2 separate regions of the Mus musculus genome follow, and region 2 is linked to region 1. The links are chromatin contacts, called in public HiChIP or PLAC-seq maps. All regions are on one chromosome and are shown on one strand. Each heading gives the region's core, a stretch centred on a gene start, on an enhancer-like site or on the middle of the called end of the contact. The rest is flanking DNA. Distances are from core to core; before and after follow the strand shown. Region 1 overlaps Arhgap28 (Rho GTPase activating protein 28). Region 2 overlaps Epb41l3 (erythrocyte membrane protein band 4.1 like 3).

Region 1 (3,666 bases), core at 351-2,850:
GGTGAGCTGGCGCTCATGAGAAGGATGCTATGAAGGTGAGCTGGCGCTCATCAGGAGGATGCTATGAAGGTGAGCTGGCGCTCATGAGAAGGATGCTATGAAGGTGAGCTGGCGCTCATGAGAAGGATGCTATGAAGGTGAGCTGGCGCTCATGAGAAGGATGCTATGAAGGTGAGCTGGCGCTCATGAGAAGGATGCTATGAAGGTGAGCTGGCGCTCATGAGAAGGATGCTATGAAGGTGAGCTGGCGCTCATCAGGAGGATGCTATGAAGGTGAGCTGGCGCTCATGAGAAGGATGCTATGAAGGTGAGCTGGCGCTCATCAGGAGGATGCTATGAAGGCCCCTCCTTCATTTCTGGAGTCCTTGCCGAGGATTCATCCCCAAAGTCGCTCATTCTTCCACTCTGAATTGAGAATCATCAGTCAGTGAAAAAATAATTGCACCTCAACATTTACAGTTCTTAAAGTAAATCTATAGCGCAAGGGGCTGGACACAGGGCCTCCTGCACGCCAAACAAGTCTGCTGTCATAATCTACATCGCTAGCCTTTAGTTTTCTGAAATGGGGCCCGGGATGGAATCAAACTCTTGGTCTCCCCCTCCCCCATCCCAGGCCTGCAGCAACATGCATGGCTATGTCTTAATTTCTAATCTAAAACACCTCTTTCCACCAAAATATTCCTTTCAAAGAGCAGGGTGGTGACACTTTTGTAAACTGGCCCACATTCCTGGCACTTGGGCAGTGGGGACCTAAACCCAAGGACCTGTATGAGACACTCTGTAGACGTAGTAACACACTCAAAGGATACACGTCACAAGGGACCATAGCCTGAAACATGGTGAACAGTTCTTCCCATTAAAAAAAAATGCTGTGGTTTGTATCTGGACTGTCTCCCACAGGCCCAAGTGTTAAAGAGTTGGCCCTTAACCTGAAAGAGTTGGCCTTTAACCTGGATCTAAGGGGAGGTGACAGACCTTTTGTGATAGAGCCTAGCAGAGTCCTTGGGAATGAGCCCTCCGGGCAGACTCGGAAAGACAGCCTTTCTCTTTCCCTTTCCACATCCTGGCCCTGGTCCCAGCTTTGTTCTGCCTTGCACACCCAGCCAGGCTGTGCTGACTCAGCACTGGCCCAAGCCATGGTGCCAACAGATCACAGGCTGAAACCTCCCACCCCAGAGCCACAGTAAACCTGTGCATTTAGGCACAGACCATCAACCCCGGCTGTTTGTTTAGCTAACAGAAAAGGAACTAGCAGAGCTGTTTAGTCATTAGAGGCTTGGATTGTGTAGAGCTTCAGTCTCCTTGCCTGGAAAGTGAGGTATATAGTTTCCAAGAATCCTCTGACACGAGTGTCCTGGAACTGAGGGATGGAGAGTCCTCCTGGGATGGAGGAAGAACACGGAGCTCCAAGTAAGAGGACAGTATGTCTAAAGCCCAGGAACTAGTTGGTCAGTATTCCTGTGGAATGCTGATAGTATAGTATATCTGGTTTGTATGTTTCTGACTTTTCTACTAAACTCCGCCTCTTTACTTACGACTCATGATGTCTACTAACGATTGCTCAATCCGAATTTTTAGTGTTCTATGACCTACTAGAGAGACAGCAAGCCACTGCTCTGATTCATTGCTGGCTCAATGCTTTTGTCTTGTGTTGTCATAACATAGGACAGATACATGCTAGCATTTATCTTAGAAATGCTCCATTCACACACACACACACACACACACACACACACACACACACACACACACACACACACACATTTCCTCCTCCACCCTGGGACACAAGGCAGAGACAGAAGATCTCACATGCAGAACACAGACAGCCGGCCTGGGTATCCAACACAAGAACTGGAAATACTAAGTAACATCCATTTAAGGATGAGCCCTGACCATGGGAGAGACAGACCAACGACTCTCTGTTTCCCCTTGTTCTCTTATGAGGATACAATTAAGAGATTGCATCACATATGTATGAGATACCAAAAGATTTCCATTCTTCTGGTCTTCCTTAAGTGGCGACTAGAAATCAGGACCCTCCTGGGTCCTGACCTTGGTAATGTTTAACATTTTCTACTTCAGAGAACAGAAGTGCATATATACCTACGCAGGGATTATGTACACACAACATTCCCCCCTCCCAGGGCTTTGGTCTACCATTTTTTTGAAACAGGTCAGAGAATAGTGCCCCAGTCACAGAAGTTGCTAACTGAGGTCACACTGCCCAGAAACATTCTGATTATAGGAAAAAGCATCTAACTGGAGCCTCCAGCCCAGCAGGCAACAGCCAGTCTCTATTTTAGTTACAGACTATTTTTACATTGAACTTGCCCTCCACTTGGTTAAAGTTAATCTCCAGGCACTAAAGAAACACTCTTAATACTGGGAGAGGTCTCTCCGGGTACAGAATATGGCCATGGTATTTATAAATATAAGGATACCCCAGATGCTAAATAAGTTTCTCAAAATAGATAGGGATGTGGTCAAAGGCTCCTGTGATTGGACACTTGCTGGATGTAGAGTCCAATCACGTTCTAGAGATTGGAAACTTCTATGCCGGTGAGCAGCATCATTCCAGGAATGCAGAAGACCTCTGACTGAATCCCTTTCACCGTTTTGCTAGAACCTATAAAGGTTCATGCGATAACACAGCTAGCAACAAGCTTAATTGCACACAACCAGACCTGAAGTGACCTCTGCCATCTCCTTTGCCTTTGTGGCACCACCAAACTGCTTAGGAGAGATCATGATGACACTAGACTCAGCCCTGTCCTTTTTTTGTACAGCACCAGAAAACTCTGTTAAACATAAGACCCAACTGGGTCACTCAACCACAAGCCAAGCTAAACTCAGAAACAGTCTGACTCAGAGAGCAGGAGTCACGTCTGTTTCTGCGGAATATGAAGTCTGGACACAGGGATTTAGGGTGAGCCACTAGGATTCCTGTGTGTGCTTATGATTAGTTAAGAACACAGTTGCTGATCCTGGTACTCCATTGATTTGGTTTTTGTGGGGAGGATAAATTCAACGTCTCTAAAAGAATGAAAGTTCTTCTTCCACTCTTCTTAATCAAGTCTGATTTTTAAAAAATGAATGGCATCCATGAAGACTTGGGGACATCCCCCCTAAGGGAGTCAGTTTTTTATTAGTTTATTTAACTGCTGTTTGGCTATTTAGTTGAAGTCTCTATAACAATTTGTCTATTCTGCCAATAGCATTCTGGACTTAATTAAAATCTTGTCAAATAGAACCACAGATTCTTCTATGACTTCCCACACTAATATCTTAATATATCTGACCTGAACGGTTGGCTCTTCCCTCTACCCTCCACCCTATCCACACACTGATGGCATCTACGCTCACATAGTAGGTCATCCAAGCCACTGAACATAACTTCTTCCTGAATCAAAGATGCTTTCTCTCCAGAAACTGCAGTCCCAAGCAGGATGTCACTCACAATTCCCACTGATAAGCTGTCCTGAGAGAGGCATCTTTCTTCAACTTTCATCTTTTGTTATTATCAAAGAAGACGACCCATGAATGTTGAAACAAATTTTAAAATAGAAAGAATGGATGGATGAGCTGAGTTCTTCTTGTCCTCTTCTGATTCTAACAAAATGGTTGGATAAGGTGATTAGCATCCTGGGGTTTCCCCACCCCCTACCC
Region 2 (3,666 bases), core at 387-2,886, 1.2 Mb after region 1:
GTAATAGCCTCTTCCTCATCCTGCCTATCACCCACCTCCGGGGACCCGGAAGTCCCGCCTCTTAGCTTTGGCCCAGTCATTGGTCCCTGGCAATTTTATTGATCGACCACAAACCAATGGGGAACAGGACCTTAGCATCAGAACCACCCTCTACAATTAGGCGTGGTCTGACACATCACTCGGGTGGGCTGTTCCCTTGAGAGGTTACTGTGAGTGGCTCTGGTTGAATTAGGCTTGTTCAAACAATTTTCATGGAGTCTGTATAGGGAAGCATTTCTGTTTCATCTTCAAATATCCACTGAAGGTGTTTCTCTGTTAGGTACAGGAGGTGGGACTGGTTGCCATTTGTGGAAGAGTAATGGAGCGTTGTCATACTTTGAGGTTGGTCCCAGCGTGCCTCCCTTGAATCCAATGCCAAGGCTCTTTTATTTCTCCAAATTGGATTTGTGTCGCCTTTTGCTTGTTACTATCTCAGTTATACCTACCGATAAGAACTGCAGCTTTGCGTGGCATAGAGGCATGTCTGGTCCAGTTCTTTCTTTGAACAGCTTCAGTGAGTGGTAGCAGCTCAGCTAGTATTCTGCAGTATTGTGTTTTCTAAAGGTTGTGCTACTGTACTGGGAAGCAGGGGGAAGTGGTGTGATTCAGTCACTCTTCAAAATAGAAAAAAGACATCTCTGTAAGTGTAACCTCATGTTTACCCAGCGTGAAACTAAAAATAATGCCCCGTCCATTGTTTATGTCTCTCCCAGTCCCCCTGCCTCTCTTTTGGGATTCTTTCCCCTCTGGTCTCTGCGCAGACATCTGGTCTCACTCCTTCTCTTCAGAAAAACAAAAGGATTGTCTTCTCTCTCCACTTGAAGAGTTTATATTGTCAGCTTTGGCATCATCAGATTCTTATATGTCTTTCTACCAGAGGTCACAGACTTGCTGCTGCCGGAACCTTTATTGAAACACGTAGCTTTGCTGCCAATAAAGTTAGCCTCCAGTAACTGTTTCTTTTCCTTGTCAGATAAGTATTAATGAACCACGTGCTTCAAGATGAATGTCATGTGTGGTCCTTGTGTTGCTCCCCTTGCAAGACTGACCTATCCTGTTGCTGTTGCCTGTGATCTTTAGTTATCTGGGAAAGAGAGAACTCTATAGATGACGAACTTGAGGCTAAACAGACGGGGTATAGCTGATAATTTATGAACTGCTCTATTTAGTGGGGTGTAGAATTCTTCCCAGGATGCACGATGTCTTTGTTGGATGGGGGTGCAGCATTTCAGTGTCAGACAGCTGTGTCTCTCCCTGGTAGGTATATTTGAAATTCCTCTTTAAGGGCAAAGGAAACCCTTTCTTGGAGCCACATCTACTGGTAACATGGCCCCCGCTTTCCCCGGGGCCCCTCAGAGGAATGAGTGATGGTAAGCAGATGTACACAGCCACACAAGAAACTGTTCTTGTCGTGACGTTTGGGAAACGGAAAGGCACACAGAGACTTGTTATTTCTTATGGAATGCCATGGCGACAGCAAATACAGTCACCAAAGAGGCACCACATTCTTCAGGGAAATGCCATTAGCCTGAGCTGGGAGAGCACATGAATAGTTTAAGATAATTACCCCCAAGCAAAATGCCGTAATGTCTCCAGTCATCCCTTTATAGAAGATCTTGCCCAGAATGTCATGGTTTACAGAGCTTTCCTAAAGAGGGCAGGGATAGGAATGTGTCCCGATGGCAGTATGAGGCAAGCAGACCCCACCCCACAGCTAGAGCTGTGGTCAGTTTCAGAGACACAGTTTAACTTGGGCTTTGTCTGACTCTCAGAGGATTTGGGGCTTTGTCTAGTCTCGATCCTACTCTCAGAGGATCTGAGATGTTTCACTTCACATAAGTACACAAAGGATAAATGAGAAGATTTTTAAATAGAAAATAAAATGAGTATAAAACTGGAGGTGAGATTAGCTCACAGAGCACCCTCTCTCTGGAAGGCTCAAACGAGAAAGCTGCCACTCAAGTGTCCAAACCATAGACCATCTCAGTTGTTCAGGGGAAGCACAGTTATGCCATGGAAGTTACTGGAGACTTGCTGCTGCAAACCCCAAGGATTACTGGAGGAGTGACTATCAATAGCCACTGGTACTGATTCGTAACCACTCAAACCTCCTCTCAATAAAACCTGAAAAGCATTTGATAATTCCATGTCAGCTTAAGATTACAGCCACACAAGAGACCTTCCTTTCCATTCAGCAAGTTCTGTTGGTCAGTCCTCCCACCATAAGCTTCTTATATGTTTTTCTACAGAAAAAATGTCCAAGATTTGGCTTTTGGGGGGTATTTAAGGATCTATCTAAATATCTATCTATCTATCTATCTATCTATCTATCTATCTATCTATCTATCTATGTTTCTACACACACACACACACATTTTATTAAACATAGGAATTTTATTATGGATAAAACCAGATACAGTGGCATAAATGGGAAACCAATAGGACTTCCCATTCCACATCCCCTCACCCATGTTCAAGTAGATAGGACCATCTCAAGAGATGTCCTGGGCTCACAGAGTGCCTTCCCCAGCTGTCCTCCTGAAGGACTGGGACACAGTATAGATAAAGCTGCCATGACCTAATAGCATCCCAGTGACATTAGGCTGGCATCCTCCTGTGTGAAGCTGGTGAGAAGGATTCATGTGGCTGCAGTGTCTCAACAGTGTGTCCGAACAGTTCTTTAACTCTCAGATGATTTGACATCACCTGAGAGATGGGGACTTGACAAGAACACATTAACTGGGCTCGTCCCCCTCCTTGTACAAGGACAGGGGCCGGCCACACAAATCCCTGCGCCCAAATTTAAATTCACCTTAAGTTTGAATCGACACCATTGTAGAAAGACCAAAGGAGGCTCAAGGCACCCAAACTGCAGTTCATAGGGTATGATTTCAATAATTTCGTCCTATATAAACTCTAAAGCACTCACAGGGCATTGAAGCTGAAATATTATAATACTTTTCTTTACTGTTCAAGATACCCTCAAAGCAAGCATTGTACTTAGATATGCAAATAAGTTTATTTCTCCATATAGAATTATTAAGCTTAAGCCTGTTAAGTATGTGACTACTGTAAAAGCATCGACCTTGGTGTGAGACAAGATACATACATGTAGTAGAACATACTCGTAGTGTTCCAAGTGAACACCCATATGATCCTGTTCTAATGGCTCTGTAGTTAGGTAGAGAAGAAGAGACCTTTTAGTTGTACAGTGACTTTATATAAAACTTTTAAAACCTGCAATCAGCATTCATGAAAGGACTAGACTAGGATGGGGGTGTGATGAAGCAGGTCTCTTGTTACCTTGGGATGAGATTAAATAGAATAATAAGATAATTGTAATAATGATGCCTTTCACTTTAAATATGAGTTGAAATAAAATGGAGAGTGGTCTGAGTCACTTGCATCTCTTCTGTCTGCCCAGTTTCATCCTTTCTCTTCACATTTATTGTAGATCTTGCTCTCTCTTCCCTGGTAAATGCTATAATGATTCTTGTGGGGAGTTTCCATAGTGACCCAGACATTCTTTTAAGGTTACTCGCAGCCTTGCCCAGTTAATAGCTCAGAAGATTTTATGGAAATAAACGATACAAGTCGACTTAATACGTAATTTTAAAGCAGTATCCG

What was found. HiChIP or PLAC-seq counts read pairs in DNA pulled down with a chosen protein or histone mark.
Region 2: a contact with region 1 is called in an H3K27ac HiChIP or PLAC-seq map of the NIH/3T3 cell line, with 10 times the contacts expected there. The contact joins two enhancer-like sites. A contact is called at or near these places in 2 of 484 Hi-C or Micro-C datasets (adipose-derived mesenchymal stem cells and embryonic fibroblasts) and 2 of 115 datasets of contacts at active chromatin or transcription factors (the NIH/3T3 cell line and embryonic stem cells).

The regions. Positions count from the first base shown.
Region 1 is chr17:67,977,896-67,981,561 of GRCm38.p6, forward strand. The region is part of intron 1 of Arhgap28 (Rho GTPase activating protein 28); the gene reads right to left. Among named protein-coding and RNA genes, the nearest start is that of Arhgap28, 24 kb to the right of the region's middle. Within about 2 kb of position 1,601, at least 94 of the 459 cell types and tissues checked have an H3K27ac peak or open chromatin away from gene starts, as enhancers often do. A contact at or near this core is called in the NIH/3T3 cell line, adipose-derived mesenchymal stem cells and embryonic fibroblasts, where this site is marked.
Region 2 is chr17:69,226,100-69,229,765 of GRCm38.p6, forward strand. All of the region lies in intron 3 of Epb41l3 (erythrocyte membrane protein band 4.1 like 3), which reads left to right. Among named protein-coding and RNA genes, the nearest start is that of 2410021H03Rik, 49 kb to the right of the region's middle. Within about 2 kb of position 1,637, at least 67 of the 459 cell types and tissues checked have an H3K27ac peak or open chromatin away from gene starts, as enhancers often do. A contact at or near this core is called in the NIH/3T3 cell line, adipose-derived mesenchymal stem cells and embryonic fibroblasts, where this site is marked.